Regions from separate parts of the Mus musculus genome. Here region 2 is linked to region 1. The links are chromatin contacts, called in public promoter capture Hi-C maps. All regions are on one chromosome and are shown on one strand. Each heading gives the region's core, a stretch centred on a gene start, on an enhancer-like site or on the middle of the called end of the contact. The rest is flanking DNA. Distances are from core to core; before and after follow the strand shown.

Evidence for each region. Promoter capture Hi-C pulls out the DNA fragments that hold promoters and counts their contacts.
Region 2: a contact with region 1 is called in a promoter capture Hi-C map of embryonic stem cells, with 15 times the contacts expected there. The contact joins the promoter of Dkk2 here to the promoter of Pitx2 in region 1. A contact is called at or near these places in 2 of 39 promoter capture datasets (embryonic stem cells and liver).

Annotation. Positions count from the first base shown.
Region 1 is chr3:129,198,093-129,201,175 of GRCm38.p6, forward strand. It overlaps Pitx2 (paired-like homeodomain transcription factor 2), which reads left to right and starts at 1,786. Exons shown (of 5, transcript NM_011098.4): 1 at 1,786-2,070. Gm40149 (a long non-coding RNA gene) reads right to left here and starts at 817. Exons shown (of 4, transcript XR_867634.2): 1 at 1-817.
Region 2 is chr3:132,083,749-132,086,823 of GRCm38.p6, forward strand. Dkk2 (dickkopf WNT signaling pathway inhibitor 2) reads left to right here and starts at 1,544. Exons shown (of 4, transcript NM_020265.4): 1 at 1,544-2,506. The coding sequence starts at 2,285.

The DNA of each region.
Region 1 (3,083 bases), core at 536-3,035:
TTATCTTCCTCAAATTGCATGAACTGGTGTGCTGATTTAGGAAGAAAAGCTGTATGAATTTTAGAGGGGACTTTATTTTCTATTAGGGACCAAGGAGAATTAGGGACCAAGGAGAAATGCAGTTTAATGGCGGGTCTGGTTGGGTTTTGTTCCCAGGCAAGGTTTAATATTGGTGAGAAAAACGCCAAACCATGAGGTACAGCTATTTTCTGATATTTTCCTAAAACATATCTTGAAGGGATGCACTTGAGATTGAAAGAACTTTGTCCCATATGTCTGGCAGAAGCCTTCACTCCTGGTCTTCCAGGCGAATCATATTTATAGCCCTTCCACGCAAAGGCAAGACCCTGCCAAAATATCCTGTTCGTTTCCAAAGTACAGACGCATTAGGAAATCAGAAAATATGAAATTAGAAGTAGGACCCACTTGTAGACTAGGAAAGGCCCCTTTCAGCCTTACATACTCTGGACTTTCAAGAACATTCGCTCATATGGGGGGGAACTTCCTTCTCCTTCCCCACCCCCATCCCGGTGCAATTTAATACCACTCTCAGTCAGGAACCTTAACCTCGTCATTTTAAAAAATGAGATATCCGCGACCCGGGGTGAACTTGTTGAGTGTAGGTACAGCAGAGGAAATTCTAGACTCTGAGAGTCCCAGACTTGAGCAAGAGATCCCATGCCGACACACTGGCCGGTGTGTGGCCCTGTCTACCTGCGCTCTTCCACTCTGATCCACCCGTCTTGACCTCAGACACCACCGTGACCTAGCCCTTGCCTTACTGTAGTTCAGGCCTCCCTCCGGTCATCGTCTGGTAATATCTCCCTCCTCCTCCTCCTCCTCCTCCTCCTCCTCCTCCTCCTCCTCCTCCTCCTCCTCCTCCTCCTCCTCCTCCCCCTCCCTCTCTCCCTCCCTCCCTCTCTCCCTCCCTCTCTCCCTTCCTTACCCCTTTTTCTTTCTTTCTTTCTCTCTCCTTCCCTCCCTTCTTTCATCCCCCCCACACACACCTATCGGCTGTGGCTCTCCCACCTTCTGCCGCTAGCTCACCCTATTTTTCTAACTTCTCCCAGTCATCATCTTCTCTTTGCCACCCCATCCATCCACCCACCTTCAGTGCTGCCCTCTGTGGATCCCTCAATTCCCTCCCACTGCCCCTGTAGACAATCAGTACAGTAACCAGCTTTCCTCTACTCCGCGGGCCTGAAAGGAGGTCACGCGCGCGCACACTCACATCCACACTTCGAAAGCCTCACCCGGATCAAACCAAGCCACACTGCCCTTTGTTTCATTTCATGGGCCACTTTGCTAGTCCCTTCCTCGTAAGCCACCCAGACTTTGCTCCGCGCGAATAGGTTTCTGTCTCCCCAGGCTCTGGCCCTCCCACTCAGATTTAGAAGGGGTTTGACGCACAACCGTTTTTTCTCCGTCCATTCCATCCTTGTCCCTTTCCTACCATCCCCACCATCCTGCTCCCCAGCTTGAGTGCTAGCTCCTGCCACTGGTCAGCTCCTGTCGGTCGGTAGTTGCCTCCGGCCCCTGATCCTCCGCTCCTCCCTCCTGGGTTCTGTCCGGGACCGCAGTCTCCTGGGCCCCTGGGCCTCACTTCTCAGCCCTAGTGGTCCCCTGTCCCCTCGATCGCCCCTGCACGCTCCCCCACCCCCGCAGTGGCCCAAGGCTGTGCTCGCCCCTTGATCGCCCAGCGTACAGCAGGCTCGGCCGCCCGCCCGCGCGCCACTGTGCACTGGAGTTTGGTGGAATCTCTGCTGACGTCACGACACTCCGCACACGGAGTCGGAGCGGAGGGAAGAGAGAGGGATGAGAGCGAGGGAGGGGAGAGAGAGTGCGAGACCGAGAGAGAAAGCCGGAGAGCAGCAGACAGAAACTGCCGGCGCCCGCTAGCTTTAGCAGCCCCCCGCGTGGACCCTCTCGGAACTTGGCACCCTCAAGATCCCCGCAGTTCCACCCAGACCCGCTCCACGGCGCTGGCTGTGCAGCCCGAGCCTCGGCCGCCTGGCAGTCACCCTGGGAAGCGGTGGGACGGGGAGACAGCCGTTCTCTCTCCGGTAGCCGGTAAGTGGAGGCCCTCTCTCCCACAGAGCTGTGAGATAATGCGAGTCTGGAAATTTGTTCCACTCTGGAGAACCTCCGCCGTGTATGATTTGTGGCTCGCCGGGCTTGTTTCTCCAGATTCAGCGCAGTTGGCAAACAGATCTTACAGAGCCCCTGTTCCGTTCGCCCTCAATCGCAGACACTAGAACAGTCCTACCCGGCGTTGAAGTCGACTGGAAGCCAGGCATGGCTGGCAGTTAAAACGAGGCATCTTCCCTGAAATTTCGATGCCAACAGGGTAGGGAGAAATCCTCCAGCTGAGGATTAGCCCAGTCAAGATAAAGGGCCAGCTACAAAGTTTCAGCTACTGGAATAGATTAGCCCCTTCCCATCATTACCCATTGGAAAAAAAAGGAGATTCCATCTTAACCGGCGGTTAGTGACCTCTCAGGCCCAAGCGAATTACCTGAGAGCCAGGCCTAGATGCCAACCCGCACAATTACTTCGGATTATAAATCCTTTAAATTGATCATCAGTCAACTCCAATCTTGTACTGAGGGAGATGCATTTTAAACGGATGCGGAGAGGCCACTATTTTGCAACTGGTAACTAAGTAAAAACATGCGATTCCAAACCAGCGAAATACAGTCCTTTTATTCCAATTAAATCACCTTCCCTAAACAATTTAGAAATCAAACTATCCTAGGAGGCTGGGATATTTTTGTTTTTATTCTATTTTGTAGGACTACCGTATTTTTTTGAGGTAAATTAAAATGGGGAGAGAGTCTTTTACTATTATGAATTACAATAATATGCATTCATACATTCTAAACGATTTAACGAACAAGTAATTTGATTTTTAAGAGATCTCTGCATCCTTTTCAGACCATTAGTTACAATTAAAGATATTTTATTCTCATGCAGTATCATTTAGAGGAGACTCCACCTAAAACCAATAATTTCACAGAAACAAAGATTGTTACTGAAGTGAATTGAGGACTTGTTGTTGTTGTTGTTGTTGTTGTTGTTGTTGT
Region 2 (3,075 bases), core at 294-2,793, 2.9 Mb after region 1:
AAAAAAACCTCAAGGCATTGTGTGCATTGTGTATATGAAAATTTCTGGACAGGCTGACTCACAGGTCAGGAAAGTGAATAACCGACTCTGCCCAGGACCTCCCAGCTCTTGATGCACACCTTAAGTCTTGGCGTGCTTGGTGGAAAATATTAACGTCCTTACCCTTACCCCCTTCCCCTTAGCGTTAAATTAGAGTCCTGGACAGGTTGGTATATGCCAGAATTAGGTGTGAAAGAGGAGACCTAAACCTCAAAATTCTAGAGTGTGCTACTGGAGTCAGTTCATCACAGCGGACGACCTCTGTCTGACTCCATTTTGGCTCAAGGACACTGCTAGGGATTGCATGACTGAACTGCTAAAGACACAAGCAGCAACCTTTGCTCCTGGTCTCCTGGGTGACCAAACCTCTCCTAACCCAGAGCTTGCTGGCAAAGCTTGTCTCCTGCAGTGTTTGTGCTCCTGGCTGATTGCTGCTACTGGCGCCCCCAAGTGCTGCAAGCCAGTCAGCGCGTCAGAGTGGTTCGCTCGGTGGCCCTCTGCCTCTGTGGAACAGTGCAGAGAACTCCGAGCCTCAAAGACTGACTTGAAAGGCTAGCCAAGGCCTCCGGGCGGGGGAGGGGTGGGAGTGGGGGTGGGGGAACGAGCGGGGCAGCGCTCAAGAGGCAGGACCAGAAGTTTCTGGCCCACTTCACCACCCACCCGGTTCCCCATCAGGCTTTTTATTCTTGCCTGGGATTTCCTCTTTGCAGAGGACGCGTTGGCACCCTAAAAGTGCCTCATCAAGCCTTGAGGTAGCACAAGTCGGGTCATTATCCCCTTCCTCACTCCTTGTTTGGATTAAAGTGTAATGTGTATATCGGGTTGGGCGAGGGATGAGGAAAACAGAAAGATTCAAGCACTTCAACGGGGGAAGAATGGTCCCTTATTCCCCCTCCTCTTTCTTTGGTCTTTTCGCCCCTCTTCCTTTAGTCCTCTTGCCTCCCCCTTTGTTCATCTCCCCCCCCCTATTCGAAGCGGAACCCCATAAAGCACCTACAGCCAGACAGTCTCACACAGCACATTAACCGAGAGGCTCAGGCTAAAATCTAACTGGGCTGTACACAGTCCACCAAGTTAACTTGCAGATGTTCTCCAGAGCTTTTCCAGCGCTCCTAGCTGGAGGCTGAAGCTGGGTGGGAGAAGTAAGAAGCCATGGTTAGTGGCAGTCACCACAAATAGGGACAACTTTTCCTCTTCATTTCTGCCTGTTTCCAAACTCCCATTCACTCTCGGAGCTGTGATCGTCCAGGAAGAGCTTTCCCGTGTTCTTCTGGAGGTGAACCCCAAGTTTTTAGTTGTAGAGTGAAGGAGGGATGGGAGGGTAGGAAAGGTGAGAGGCAGGAGAGACAGCCTCAGAAAGAGCGCCTGCTGGGGGAAGGGGAGGCAAGCGGGAGCGTGGGGTGGGGGAGAGAAACGTTTTCACTCTTTGTCACTCTTGAATTGGGGGCGGAGGAAAACCCACTGAGGAAAGCTATAAAAAGCTAAGAGGGCGGGGGAGAGCAGCAAGAGAGCACTGGCCCTCCGCGCAGCGCATCACTGCTTCGCTGGCAGGGCTTAGTGGCCCCGTGTGAACCAAGGGACAACTCCTAACCGCACCAGTGGGAGTGCGCTTGCTGGGACCTCCGCTCGCCTCAGCTCTCCAGAGTCCGGTGGAGGGGTTGGGGGAGACTCTGATCACCAGTCACAAACCCCGCGGACCTGGAAAAGAGGGACTTGAGTGGTGCAAAGGTTGAGAGCTAAAGCACAGGAGAGGACAGAGGAGCAGAGGAGCCGGGGGAAACAAGAGAAAAGAAAGGAAGAAAAAGAAAAAGAAGCAGCAGCTGGGGAGAACCCTGTGCGCGGTTAAGGGAGGATTCCATCACCGCGGAAAATCGTGCAAAAGCGCAAAGGTGCTGAACACCAAACGAAGCCGGCAGGGCGATCTGCAGGGCTGGGTCTAACAGCACCTTGGGTCACGCCTCCTTGGCGAGAAGGCGTCTGGCCTTTGATTGCTTCCAGGGACTGCAGAACTTCCTGCCCGTCAGAGGAGCGGGTCTCGCTGGGGTCGCGTTTGCTCCAGGCTTGAGGCTTGAGACTAAGTTCTTAAGAGTCCCGAGTGTCTGATCCAGGAAGGGTTGGGGGAACTGTGTCTGTGAGGAGCCCACGCGCCCCACGTGAGGGGTTGAGTGTCGGCGGGCGTCCTCACTCCCCTGGCATTCCCATCTTTTCAGGGCTCCACCCAACTCCGGGAACCCCTTACCCGGAGATGGCCGCGCTGATGCGGGTCAAGGATTCATCCCGCTGCCTTCTCCTACTGGCCGCGGTGCTGATGGTGGAGAGCTCACAGCTAGGCAGCTCGCGGGCCAAACTCAACTCCATCAAGTCCTCTCTAGGAGGGGAGACTCCTGCTCAGTCAGCCAACCGATCTGCAGGCATGAACCAAGGACTGGCTTTCGGCGGCAGTAAGAAGGGCAAAAGCCTGGGGCAGGTAGGAAACCCCCCCAAACACACTCTTCAGCCAGGAGAGGTAGGGATCAGAGCTTTTGCATCTGCAGCTTGCCTTTGAGCCCTGCAAAAGTCAAAGCCTTGCCCAAGCCAGGTGTGGCGCTTCTGGCTATTTGGGAGGGGGTTGCTGAAGCTGGGTCTGCAGGGGTACCAGGACTTGGGTGTTTTGCTGGTCGCTGGGATGCTGGGTTACAGCGGGAGGTTTAGAGTTCTGTCTCATCTTTGTGTTGAGACATGAGTACTTTTAAAGATCTAGTGCGTTTCTTTGGCAAAGGGGCCAGAATGGTCCTTCCATCCAACAGGAGGCTGCAATGGATGTGAACAGGAGCTGACATAGCAAATGGGATGTGCTAGCCTTGATTCTAAGTGTTCACTTATTTAATCTTCACAACTCTGGAAGATAGGACCTGTTGACTTCAAATGAAAAGTTTGTGTATGCTCCAAACTCATAACTGGTATAAGTGACAGCGCGGGATGTCACAGTGCAGTGAAAATTTGGATCTCAGGCACCCAAAACATTTTACAATGGCGAGAAGGGGATTTGCTCTCTTT